2 separate regions of the Sus scrofa genome follow, and region 2 is linked to region 1. The links are chromatin contacts, called in public Hi-C maps. All regions are on one chromosome and are shown on one strand. The core of a region is the stretch at or near the end of the contact, and the rest is flanking DNA. Distances in the headings are between cores, read along the strand shown.

Region 1 (6,930 bases), core at 2,898-5,397:
TTGTTGTTGTTGTTGTTGCTATTTCTTGGGCCACTCCCCCGCATATGGAGGTTCCCAGGCTAGGGGTTGAATCGGAGCTGCAGCCACCGGCCTATGCCAGAGCCACAGCAACGCGGGATCCGGACCTCGTCTGCAACCTACACCACAGCTCACGGCAACGCCGGATCGTCAACCCACTGAGAAAGGGCAGGGACCGAACCCGCAACTTCATGGTTCCTAGTCGGATTCGTTAACCACTGCGCTACGACGGGAACTCCATGCTACAAAGTTTTATACCCTCTGAAACAGATCAGCTCCTTTGACTTAGCCTTTGCATCCTAAACATAATTATGATGATGTTTCTTTCATGCTCCAGTCCAAGGGCTGCCCATCACTCAAAACTGCTGCTAACCAAGCTCTTGCATCTGTTTCAATTTAGGCTACAAAATTCTGTACCAATGCTTTATAACAATTACCAAAACTCTCCTACAGCCAGAGCATGATATCTTTAATAGATGTAATAAAATGTTTAGGCTATAAAATTGGGGACACAATTTTTCGCTATAGCATAATGTCAGCTTGTACATGTGCATACATAGCTTTGTATGTTTGTTCTTTTTACTTACTTATTTTTGCCTTTTTTTTTTTTTAGGGCCACACCCAAGGCATATGGAGGTTCCCAGGCTAGGGGTCTAATCAGAGCTGTTGCTGCCGGCCTACACCAGAGCCACAGCAATGCCAGATCCAAGCCACATCTGCAGCCTACACCACAGCTCACAGAAACTGAGCGAGGCCAGCATCCTCATGAATGCTAGTCAGATTCATTTCTGCTGAGCTATGACAGGAACTCTGAACTGCAGTTTCATTTTAAAGCTAACTGCCTGAAAGTATATTGCAAAATTTTCCCAAATTGCAATATAGTGATACATACAAATAAAGAATCCTTAATATCAGCATACTTAAACTATATGCTAAATATTCAAGAATAAAATGGGAACATCAATAACATCCCTACTGGAATATTGCCGTATTTTTAAAATTTTAGAATAGAACCTTCTCCTTGAATTTCCTGTTGTGGCTCAGCAGGAAATTCAAGGTTAAGCAGGTTAAGAACTCAACTAGTATCCATGAAGATGTGGGTTCAATCCCTAGCTTCACTCAATGCGTTAAGGATCGGGCATTGCCACAAGCTGTGGTGTAGGTCAGAGATGTGGCTTGGATCCTGCATTGTTGTGGCTGTGATGTAGGCCAGCAGCTGCAGCTCAGACTGGACTCCTGGCCTGGGAACATCTATAGGTAGCAGGTGTGGTCCTAAAAGAAAGAAAAAAATCCTTAATAATATATCTGAAAGCATTTCTTTACCATCCAAAGATAGTTTTAGAGCCAGATATTGATGTGGTAGTTTTCAAACACATTTAGGGACAACAGAATGAAAATTAAAATGTCTATATATTAAATTCCGTAATATGAGCTAGGATCAATTTAATATAAAAAATGACTCCTAAGCAGTATATGTGCAAACTATATTTCCATAAACAGTATATTATATTGAGTTAATTAACAGTTTAAGATTTTCAAATATTGTCTAGGCATAAAATTTCACACTTTCAAGGTTTTTTTACTCCTAGTATTCACACGAGTAATTTATTGTGGAAAAGCTTAAAATTGAGAAAATTCAATCTGTTAATTTTAATCTATTAATTTTTTTTCTCTGAATTGAGTATATGGCATTATTTGATGTTAGCAGGAAACATGTGGATTTAGCTTATGGAACACAGATGTTCTGTGGGAACATGGCTTGAAGTCCTACATAATTTAATGTTTTTTCATTAAACAAACATCTGAACATCAAACCTAACTACCAGTTGAGGTCAAGTGCCTGAAAAGTGCTGTATACATCTCATTAGCACGTTTTCCTTACGTGAAAGATGCATCATACGGTAATGCATATTATGCTTTCATCTGCCTAAAACATACTTGTTGCCAAACTTAACCATTTATCACTATTCCTCTCTCCTTAGAACAGGTTGAAACCAATTTACAATTGAAAGAGAGGTTCCTTTACCTATAAAAAGTCCCTAAAACTATGTCTTGGTATTGGTAGACTTAAGTTTATCTTAGTTCAAGACTGCACTTTTTAAAAACTCTGGATGTGAACATTTTTCAGTGATGACTATACAGCTTAACCTATGTCATAATTGTGATCTTTCTTGAGAAGACTTTTTTTTTTTTTGCCTACTATAAATAGGCACTCTTGTGTTTTTTACACTACTATTGTCCTCTTTTCCAGAAAGGAAATAGTTGAAATGGCATTGTCTAATCCAGCGGCACTTTATTAGTAACACATTTTATCTCTTGTAGGCATAAGAGAACTCACACTTATTTTTTTTTTTTTTTAAATGACCATACCAGGGTACATGGAAGTTCCTGGCCGGGGTTGGAACCTGAGCCACCCCAGTGACAATGCAGGATCCTTAACCCTCTGAGCGACCAGAGAACTCCCCATTATAATTTTTTGTTGCATTAAAATATATTTAACTTCATCAGTTATATTAAAGAAAAATTTAACAGCTTTAAAAAATGGATCAAGGTATTAGAATGCCTTCAGTACACTTTAGTTTTCTTTCTCTTGTTGGGGTTGGTGGAAGTGCAGATTAACCTGGCAGTGCCTTTTAGTCTAATGCAATTGCTGGAGGGATCATGTCCACTTCCCTCATCTGCCTATTGAATCATTCATCCTAGACTCATCCTGTATCTCTGTGAAGCCTTCCTTCGTAGGAAAGCTCCTTTAGGTAACCGCCGTCTCTTCCACGTTTCAGTTATAGCACCCATCATCTTATAGCTAATTTATTGGTGTACTTCATCTCGACGTACAGAGCCTGGCAAATAGCAGGCGTTCAATAACTGTGAGAGCGAATGAAGATCAAAGACTAGGCCGAGAGTTTCTAAAACCAACGTTGACTGTGAAACAAAACACGTAAATGTCAAGGGCTGAAGGCCAGGCAGTGCAGGCCTAGAAGGAATAAAATAACCCCTAATAGCACAGAATCTTCAAGGGAATCACCTGTCCCATTTTCTCACGTTGCTTTTTGGCCTCTCCAAAATTTCCCGCTCTCTAACTCATTCTCTTCCCTTCTGGGGACAGGTCAGGCAGGTATACCAGTTTAGCTGCTTTGATTGGTCAGCGATGATTTCATTGTTAGAGAACATCCGGGCCTTTCCCCTCCCCGCAACACCCACCCTCCTCCAGAGCCCTGCCTTCTGAGTTTCCCTCTCCCGCGTGCGCCCCACCCGCCGGCTGAAGCAAAACAACCGCCTCTCCCTAGATCGCTTCTTGTCCTCGCCTGCACCATCCCTTCCAGTCTTTACGCCTAAGAGAGGCGTTTATATCCTCCAATGAGGGCCTAGTAGGACTTTGTTAGCCAATCAGCTGCCAACCCCCTGCAATTCCAGGCGGGACTAGGCCTCCACACCTATAATTGGACAGCCCGTTGGCTCCTTTATGGCGTTTGCTTTACGCAAGGCTTACAGGTCAAAAATAAAGGGGCACGGTCCTCACTGAACGAGAAGGGTCCGCACAGACTCTATGGGTTTGACCGTTTTCGAAGACCAGCCAATCGCTTTTCGAATACTTCCCCGCCTTTTGCGCGTTCATTTAAAAAAAGCCGGTGTGACGGACTTGGAAATTGGTCCGTGACAGACATGTAGAGAAAGCCAATGACTGAGATTTTGGGCCACCCTTTGGACCAATAAGAAAAGTAAATCGTTAGGGCTCAGGCTTTGAGAGGCGGGGCGCAGGTGGGCGTTATTTGATTGACAACGGTCTCTACTTATGGCTGTTAGGGTGGGTTGGTCCCTGGCGTCTGGGAGGTATAGCAGAGGCGGGGCTGAATAAAGTAAATGGTAAAGAAAGGTTGGGTCCCACTCAGTGGGCGGTGTTTGATGGATAGTTGACCTTGCCAATTGAAGGTGGTCACTGGTGCCCAATGGGAAATTAGGAACCCAGAGGCGGGGCATTGTAGGCGGGGAAAACTAAGTAGCGAGGAACCGGGGCTGTGGAACTGGGAGGGAGGGCGCTGATTGACGGGCCTGCCAGCAAACTGGGTACAGCGAGAGGCCGCGCGGCATCGCAGTGGGTGGGAGCTGGGGGCGTGGTTCGCCCAGGGGCGGGGAAGGAACGGGGAGCGGGGAGGGGGTTGCAGAAGGAGCGGAGCGGCTGCTGCTCAATGGCGGAAAAGCCGCCGGTGCTTTGACCGCCTCGTCCCCCTAGCAGTTGCGGGGGAGTTTCCTGCCGGCGCGGCTGGAGTCTCTGTTTCTCAGGGTTCGGTGGCTGGAAGATGCTCCAGAGAGACGAGGCTGCGGCGGAGGAGGTGGCGGCGGCCGAATCGGCAACGGCACTAGGGTGGAGAGAAGGCGGCAGCGGCGGCGGCGGCGGCGTGCGGGGCCCGACGGTGTAAACAGCCCCGGAGGCGGCGGAGGCGGTGGCCGAGACCCCGAGGGGGAACCGTCGGCTGAGGCAGGGTCGCGCCTCCGTTGGAAGCCTGGGCTCAGTGCAGCAGGGGGACTCTGCGGCGGGCGCGAGCGGACGCCCTAGACCTCCCTCCCTCCCTCGCCCCAGGTAAGGCCGCTGGGCGCCCCGCCGCAGGGGAAACGGCTCCCAGGCACCGCGAAGGCCCTGGACCGTATTCGGGGTACCTTTGAGCCACGACTCGAACCTCTGCCCGCCTAATCCTCGCCTCTTTTCCTTGGCCGCGGAGCCCGGAGGAGCGAACGCCGGGCCTGGCTCCTGGCTAGGCCCCTTCCCCAGCCACCGCCTCCGCGCTGGGCCGAGGTTGGGAGAGGCTTGGGGCAGGGAATTTTAGTTTGCTTCAACGCCTAGGAGTAAACTGCTTGTCCCTGTTCTTTGCGAGCATCTCTTCCACCTGAAAGCGCTGGGGCTACTCCAGGCCTTAACTCGTCCCTTCCTGGTGCATGCCTATTTGAAAACACTACCTTTTCCTCATTAGCTTCTGCCCTCTGTGCTCTACTTCACTTCCTTGTTAAATCTTTCTCGCTCTTCTGTTTATGCGTCTTACTACCTCTTTCCTCCTTAGTGACTTTAAAACGTTTCTCTTTCTCTTAGCCCACTCCGGGCTTCTCTTCCTTGCCTTCCCCAGCTATCCTTTTTGAATGTCATTCTTTTTTACCAGTGAAGCTCTTAAATGAAACTGCTATCGTCAGTATCCCCGATCTACCAGAAGCTCATGAAGAATAGACTCACCAGCTTTAAGTGCCAGATCGATTTTTTTTTTTATAATTTAACCGAGCCTAACATCCTTTTAAAAAATATTATTAAACAGAGAGTGTGAAAATAGCCCTAAAGTTATTTTTAAAATGAAGGGCTCAAGGAGTGTTGGAAATGGTTATTTCATATTTCAAGTCGCATGACCTCTAATGTCAGATTGAGCAGATCTAGAACATTTGCCCATCTTGTTTGGCAAAAGGCTTCTTTCGCGTTTCATAGAGGCTCACATTCATCAGTATCCAAGTTGGCTTAAAAACAATTTGAAAACTTGAGAAAGAAGACATCAGAAGAACAACTAGGAAGCTGTTTTGATGAAGTCAGTGTTAAAGACCTTTTAAAATAGGCTCCACATGTTTAATGTATCAAAATAAAGTTGGCGGGAGTCTTGTAAAAGGATTATTTAGGAATGTGAGTAGTCTTAGTGTTATGTAGCTATTTTGGGAAAAACATTCTTTTTCTGTTAACAAACGTTTACAACTCCTGTGATGTGAGAATTACCGAGGTTTATTATGGGATTAACACAGGAACTCATTTTATTTGTGCTACTGCATGGACGTAGAAGTGGTGAATTGTTGAGGGTAGTCAGTGTAATAAGTCAGTATGTTCTAGGAGATGGAGAAACATGCCATCAATAGTGTTAACAGACATTATTTCATTTACTCTCTCTATTGTGCAATAGCAAAGTTCCTATTGTTGGCCTACTTTTAAATAGAGCATTTCTAAATAATGAGACAAGTTATTTTAATTATTATAGTCTTCTCCAAGTGTGCAGGCTAGAAACAAATGTAGTTGAAGTTATGCTGTTAAAATGGTAATTTTTAAAAAGAATAATTAAGTAGGCTTCTTGAATGAGCAATGGATTCTTTCAATAGAACTTTTATTTAGTATTTAGAACAGATTTTATTAGTCAACAGATTTTCTTTCAGGGATGATCCTGGTTTTTACTGTACTTCTTACTTTCAGTGTCTTTTTTTTTTTTTTTTTTATGGCAGTTGTGTTTTCTCCTCTTCGTTTATTTTTGCTCTTTATAAAGTCTTAATACAGTTTCTGCAGTGATTCTTTATATTGCATTGTCAACATGGGAATAGTATTTTTATTTGATCTTTCCTACCCGTTAGTTAACATTTCCCCAGTTTCTTGTACATTATCCTTTGAATTTGTTCATGTTGTGATTATTCTCTTAAAAGTGACTAGTAGAGTTTTCAACATCTATTTTCTTATGCTGGGTGTCTGATTTCTATGAAGGCTCCAGGAATAGTTGAAAACTTTTTCAGTTTGTCTGATAGATTAGTAAATACTCTTTTCTGTTAGTAATTCACATATAATTACCAAATCCCTTAGGATTACATCATTTGAAGGAATGCTGTAGTGTCTGAACAGCTGTGCTTCTAAGAACACCTGATTCACAAGTTGAGGTCAGAAAAAGTAGCTCTCATTGAATGTTTACTTTCTTAGACATTTTTTAATGGGGTCTTTTAATTGAAAATGTGATGCTGATGGACTATCTCTTGGTATTCTTGGAAGAGTAGAATTTGCCATAGTGGTATTTAGCAATGGTGGAGTTTCATTAAAGACTGGCTGAGCCAATATTGGAAGGATTGCAAACATGCCCTTGTAGAGGGATTGGTAAACATTTCTTTGATTGCACATGCTTCTGGGAGTGAATG
Region 2 (7,060 bases), core at 2,193-4,692, 80 kb before region 1:
TCCCGAACTGCGAGCATAGTAAGATGTTAGAGGATGACCCTTTCAGGGTCCCCAGCCCACCCCCTCATTGTACACAAGAGGAAACAGGCTCAGAGAGGTGCAGTGATGTGCCTCTTGTCATTCAACCCATCAGGGCAGAATTCATTCAACTTTACCTTGACAACTGGCTGTAGAGATCTGTATACATCAAACATGAGCAAAAGAAGATCAAGTTTCAGCCCTCCCCATCCACACCTGTGTGTGTCGCCCCTGGAAAGTCACCATGGCGAGCGCTGGAGAAGCAAAGAGACATCTGAAGGCCCCATCTGCACTCATGGATGCAGAAGACAAGGGACCCAGCTCCTTTGGCTTGGCTGCTCTTACAGCAGCTTTCAGAAGCTTGGGATGTGAGGCGCTGAGTTAAAAAGACATTCCAGGTCAGCCCCCATGTGTTTGAATGCCAACCTCCTGCCCAGATGGGTTCAAGGTCCCTGTCTGCAGGGCAAGGTCTCGCCAACAACGGATGTAAAGACCAGGCCTGCCATCCAGGCTGGACACTGATGTGATCTGAATGGGAACCAGGTGGAGGGCAAAGAAAGCAAAATATCTATAATTGGGAGTGGCTTCCATTCTCACCCAGGTCAAGGTTCCCGAGGTCTAGCGGGCACACAGCTGAGGGCATGGGAAATAAGAATGTTAGATATATACAGATAGATTAAAATTCTCTAATGGCCTTGCATGTAACTGAAACAAATGCATGTATTAAAAACATGACTGGCAAATCAAAGTCATGATTTCTCTTATACGTTTTTTGAAGAATGAGCCTATAGTAAATATTATTTAAAAAAGGGATTCATTTAAGGAGCTCTCTGGTGGCTCAGCAGGTTAAATGTCTGGCATTGTCACTGCTGTGGCATGGGTTTGATTCCTGGCCTGGGAAGTTCCACACGCTGTAGGTACAGCCAAATAAATAAAAAGTGACTCATTTAAAGAACAACAGTAAGCAATTAATGGTGCAGGTATGATTTGAATATGGCAAAAACTCTGAAAGAGGTAAATAAATGACTTAAGTTTGGAAAACACCGATATACACTCCATTTTGGGGTTTTTTTCCCTAGCCCTGGAAAGAAATACATTTTACAAAGCCTGCCAGCCAGAACATATAGACATTTATGCAGCTGTAACGAAGTTTTTGAGAAAAAATATTTAACCCTATTTGTGCAATGCCCTCTGGACCCTAAATTCATCTTTGACTCTCCTTTTTCCCTTTCGTTCCCTTTCTCTTTATATTTAATTGCTTTAAGTCCTTCCTGTCAGTTCTGCTTCTGAAAGCTCTTTATTCATTCCTTTTTTTCCATCTTTAGTGCCTTATCCCTGGTCACTGTCCTCATTATCTGTCACCTGGACTATATCCTAACTCATCTTCTTGCCTCCAATCCAATTTTCCTCCTTCAATCCACTCTCCACGTTGTTGCCAGAAAGGTCCTACAAAAACTCTGCTCTGGGAGTTCCCGTTGTGGTTCAGCAGAAATGAACCTGACTACTGTCCATGAGGTTGTGGATTCAATCCCTGGCCTCGCTCAGTGGGTTAAGGACCCAGTATTGCCATGAAGCTGTGGTGTAGGTTGCAGATGCAGCTCGGATCCTGAGTTGCTGTGGCTGTGGTGTAGGCAGGCAGCTCGAGCTCCGATTCGACTCCTATCCTGGGAACTTCCATATGCCAAGAGTGCGGCCCTAAAAAGCAAAAAAACAAAAACAAAAAAAACAAACAAAAAGACCCCCAAAAAACCAACAACTCTGATCTGAGCCTGTATGCCCAGAACATAGGCTCCAAAGTCCAAACTACTCAGTAAGGCTAATTTAAAGGCACCTGGTTGTTGGTTCTTGCTGACCTTCCAAATTCCGATGCTGGCAGAATCAGGACTAGAAACCCAGGTTGCCCGATTCTCAAGTCTAGTACTCTTCTCAAGACTCTCTGCCTTCTCCAAGAACCTCTCCCAGTTGTTTTCATTCCACAGGTGACACGTGCATGGAGGACTCCTTGCCTTTCTGACACAGGGAATTTTGAGTAAACCCTGTCATGAGCTAGAACATCGCAAAGTAGACAAGACACACACAAGGGTGTTGTGTTCCTTGTCCATTATGAACACACAATGTCGTAAGGGGAAGGCGTAGAAAGGGTTCGCAAGAGAAGGGAATAAAAAGGAAATTAAAGTGTCTGTTAGACAATACTGAATTCATGGAGAGCCCCAGTACCGCATAAGGATTATCTCAGCTATCCTCACATTGCAATTCTTCCCCAAGAAGCAGATGTCTCCAGTGAGCAGACAAGGAGTCATTGGTTAAATTGTGGTCTGGGATCACTTTACAGGAGTGAGCAGAGTTTATCCCCCAACCCCCTCCCCCAGATGATGTTGGACTCGCCTCATCCAATGGAATATTACCTGACAGGATACAAACAGAGGCTCAAATATGTGTGTCTATGTTGCCTGGGCTTCTGGAACTGGCCACCCTATGCCGGGAGAGGAGCCTGCCTCAGGTAGCCATTGTCCTTTCCTCCTGCATCAGGAAATGGAACCACGTGGAGCAGAACTGTGTCAGCTCCTAAGCCTGGAGTCCAGCCTTGCTCAGCCAGCCCGGGTGAGCCCAGCTGGGATCAGACCAAGCCGACTGGCAGGCCTATTAGCAAGAAAAATCAATGTATGTTGTCCTCAGCTCCTGAGATTTTGAGGTGGTTTGCAACGCAGCAAAAATCGACTAATCCAAAGGTAAAGCGGGTTTGATTTTTGTTTTTATCAAGTTCAAAATCAACTCCTCATTTTCCTTTTGTGGATTATCTACAGGAGGAAAGTAATAAGGACGAGGTTGACCTTCTCCCAGCCCCCAGCACATTTCTAGGGCATCTCCCAGCATGCCGACTGCATAATGCGAAAGCTCCGCAGCCTCATTCTCATATTCGCCTGACGAGAAAGTAAATTAGGACCGGTGCACTCCTGCCTGCCTCCCCCACTTAAGTCGCGGTGACACGCAAAGTAAAACAGAAATCCAGCGCCCCTTTGTTATTAAATACCCACGCCACTGCTTCCCATTTCAGAAACTGGGGTTTGTTTTTTATCAAGGGTCTCCGGCGTTGGAGATCCTGTCCCTACGTAGTTCTCACCATAATTTTTTCTAGCGAGAGTTCATGATGCCTGAGTCCTTTTATAAAAGGAATGTTCCCAGGAGGAAGCCAGCAGGGTCAATTGCACAATGTCCTATGGCCTGGATTACACAGACCTCGTTTTCCTCTAGCTGAGATCGCAGAGGACCTCTCCTGTCTTGTCTCTTTAGCCTCTTGTGTGTTTTCCTTCCCCTCCCAAGGTCTCGACAGCTTGCGCCCATTTTCACTGGTTCCTTCCAGCGGCCAAGAACAGCTTCCCTGCAGCCTGGAGCCTCCGCGCCATTGCGGACGCTCTCCTCCAGGTGGCAGTAGAGAGCCGCTCCCTGCCCGGCAGCTTACGTCACCTTGTTTACCGGGCTCCTGGTCATTTTTAGATCTAAGATCATAGGATGTTAATTGGGCCAATGATTCCCCATTCATTTTGGCAAAAGGCCCTTCTTGTGGGCGTTGGGACAAGGGTGATGTCCTTCCTGACAGTGAGATTTTACTGTGAGGAGTATTTATTTGCAAACTTTTGGAATTTCATCTTTAGGAGATGGGAGCGCCTCTCTTCCGTCTGTGCTGTGGGCTTGTTTTTGGGTCACTTTAATTTTGGATCCCAAACAAGGGTGGCGTTAACCAGGGAGAGAGAGGAGGCATTTCCAGAGCCAGCTGAGAGCTCTCAGAAAGAGTCTGCCTTTTTACTTTCCCTTCCTCCTTATAAATAACTACTCAGCAGGAAAGCCCTTGGACTTTGGAACGTGGAGAAATAAGGAAAACAGCTGATTTGGGCAATCTGTGCCCTGATACATTGTGGGGAGACATCTTGAAGCTCAAGGGCTGGGAGGGTCCTGCCTCAGTGGCCCTTACCCAGAAACTGGATCTGAATGTCTCATTGACATCAATCACGAATTTCCTGGACTGGAATTTTTCATCTCAACAACAACAACAAACACCAGTTATTATTCTTTATTTACTACTCCTGCGCTCCCAGCCTGGTGAGGAAAGGGGAGGCACAGAGGAGCCGAATGGCCTAGCGCACCCTCTTAGGGCCAGGTCCTGTGTAGGTTTTGCAAAAGTAAAACCTTCAGAAGCCTTGGGATTTCTGCTTGTTCTGTAACAGCTTGGCTAGGGTAGGAGATGGATGGAAGGAGCTGGAAGTTTGTGACTGTACAAGAGGCAAAATAAACAAATAGAATTCCTAATCCTTTACAAGAGCATCTTATGCTAAAGGAAAGGGAAATTCTATAGATTAATGTGAAAAATAAGCAAGGCTCCAAGTTTCTTAAGTGCCCGTTTTTCCCGTCCACCTGCCATCCCATGCTTTTACATACTCCTGCTGCTGCCACATAAAAACCAACTCCCAGAGAGGGCAAAGTCCCTCTTCCTCAAGCAGGGAGCAATCCGCAGTCCACCCAGTGATCACGCTGGCCTGGAGAAATAGGTGTTTTCATGCAGGCAGGAAGAGAAGGAAAATTCAATTTGGTTCCATTCAACAGCCATTTCTCGAGCTCCTAATCTGTGTCAACTACTCAGACAGGCTATATAGGTCATAAACACATGAAAAGGAATGGCTCCTGCCACTGCGGAATGTCAAGTCTAGTAGAGTTTACAGTCAAAGGGAGTTTTTTTGTTCCTTTTTGAAAGCACATAAAGAAAGACAGGTTGAAAAGAGGCATAACAATAGAAATGGAAAACGCCAGGTCATGGCTTGGGAAAGCATTCCTCCACTTTGGTGGCTGCTTAAGGGGGTTGCTGGGGACCAGGCCTGTCAACAAAGGCAGAGTGCTCGGTGGAGAACAGAAGCCCCACACTCCAGGCACTGTAAGACGACTGAGAGAGGCAGAAAGAGGAAGGTGCTTGCTCAGGGTCAAACAGTGCATCAAAGGGCAGGGATTTGGAGCCGGTCAAGGAGAACCATGGAGCTCTGCAAAGAAAGCACGTCCTCTCCCTGCTTCCAGGTGTACATCCAGGGTAAGCATTTAGACCTGGCTTCAGTTTCTTGCATATATTATTATTTTTTGTCTTTTTCTCTTTTCCAAGGACGCACCCGCGGCATATGGAGGATCCCAGGCTAGGGGTCTAATCGGAGCTGTAGCCGCTGGCCTACATCACAGCCACAGAAACTCGGGATCCGAGCCGCATCTTCGACCTACACCACAGCTCATAGCAATGCCGGATCCTTAACCCATTGAGTGAGGCCAGGGATCAAACCTGCCACTTCATGGTTCCTAGTCGGATTGGTTAACCACTGAGCCATGACAGGAACTCCCAGGTTCTTGCACTTATGATGGGAAGAAATATGTGACTAGGAAGAAACAAGTGGGAGCCTGCTTATCTCCTGTAAAATCACCTCTTTAAATGTCTTTCGTTGAGAACGTGGTGTGAATTCAAATCCATCCACATCACAGGGAGGAGCAAATCAAGAGAAAGCGAACAACGAAGAAAATTGTATTTTTTATGATTCTATAACAATTTTAAAAGATTTTAGAAAATGTTTTAATTGTTAAGTATGAAACCAGTATAGACAACAGCATAAAACAAAGGGACAGCTTAATAAGTTATAGGGCAAACACCCTGGTAAGCTTCTAACCACTCATGAAAGGAGATAGAATCATGTCAGCAACCCCAGCAAGAACTTTTTAAGCCACGGTAACTGCTCCAGTCTCCAAGGACAGATTGGATGTGTCATTTACAGGATGTTCTGAGGCTTCCAAGAAGGAAAAGGGCCCTTCAAGCAGTATTTATTGAGTGGACATAATACTGCTACATACAAAGAATAGGACCTCATCCCCATCCGATTACTCGAAGGAGAAGAGAAAGAAACCAGCATTTATAGAGTGCCTACTGTATGCTAAGTACTTTGCCAATGTTATCTCTAGATGAGATCATTAAGCAGTAACTGTCACTACAGCTCTGTGTGGTTCTTGTTATCCCCACTTTCAGATGAGGATACTGATGCAGAGAGAGATTAAGGAACTTGCCCAGACTCACGTGGTAAAGGCAGCTGGCACTTGAACGTAGGCAGCCTGGCTCCAGAGCCTTTTTTTTTTTTTTTTTTGCTTTTTAGGGCTGCACCCAGGGCTGTGGAAATTCCCAGGCTAGGGGTAGACTCAGAGCTACAGCTGCTGGCCTGTGTCACAGTCACAGCCACAGCCACACCAGATCTGAGCCACATCTGTGACCTACACCAAAGCTCATGGCAACACTGGAGCCTTAACTTGCTGAGCAGGGCCAGGGATCAAACCTGGATCCTCATGGATCCTAGTCAGATTTGTTACTAATGAGCCACAAGGGGAACTCCTTTTTTTTTTTTTTTTTGCTTAGAGCCATTTTCTTTACCATCTTCCTAAATACTGTGCTAGAAACTTCTGTTTGCCCTTCTTTGTTCCTCTCCACCATTCTGCACCCTGCTTTGTCCTACCAATTGTATCAATGGGCTCCTTTACCCATTAGGGTTCAGGTTGGGTTTAGCCAGTGTGTGTAGCAGGCAGGAGAGCAGAGGGAGGAGGAAGTGCCTCCAGGAGGCGAGTCCCTTGACGAGTGGCCTAAGACACAGGGCACTCTCTCCAGCTTCTGGTGACGGCGCCTCCCCTCCCCCCTTCAGGCCTAGCGGTGGTCAAGTAGCTGTTACTTATTGCACTACTTCTGTGGTTTCCCTACATCCTGCCCACACCTTTGTAAAGAGCCCCTTTATTCAACTCTCCTCACGTTACCCAATTCGAGTTGCCATCTGTTTCCTGCCCAGGTTTGGCCCCATATAAATAGGAAGTCAAGAAAGTGGCAGCTCAGAGGCCCCCAAAGCATTCCTCCTGGGTACAGGATGGTCCCAGGTGAATCAAGACCTGTCATTTGAAGGGCTTTGGGGTGTGTGTGTGTGTGTGTGTATGTGTGTGTGTCTGTGTGTGGGGTCTGGCACTACAGAGGTACCCTTAACACTTA

Evidence for each region. Hi-C and Micro-C count contacts between places; a contact is called where the count stands out from the background.
Region 2: a Hi-C map of skeletal muscle shows a contact between it and region 1, with 4 times the contacts expected there. A contact is called at or near these places in 2 of 5 promoter capture datasets (both in liver), 13 of 47 Hi-C or Micro-C datasets (brain, embryonic fibroblasts, fetal heart ventricle and 5 more) and 1 of 2 datasets of targeted methods (skeletal muscle).

Annotation. Positions count from the first base shown.
Region 1 is chr3:96,314,495-96,321,424 of Sscrofa11.1, reverse strand. PPM1B (protein phosphatase 1B) reads left to right here and starts at 4,147. Exons shown (of 7, transcript XM_003125179.4): 1 at 4,147-4,597.
Region 2 is chr3:96,393,878-96,400,937 of Sscrofa11.1, reverse strand. No RefSeq gene overlaps it. Among named protein-coding and RNA genes, the nearest start is that of LRPPRC, 77 kb to the left of the region's middle.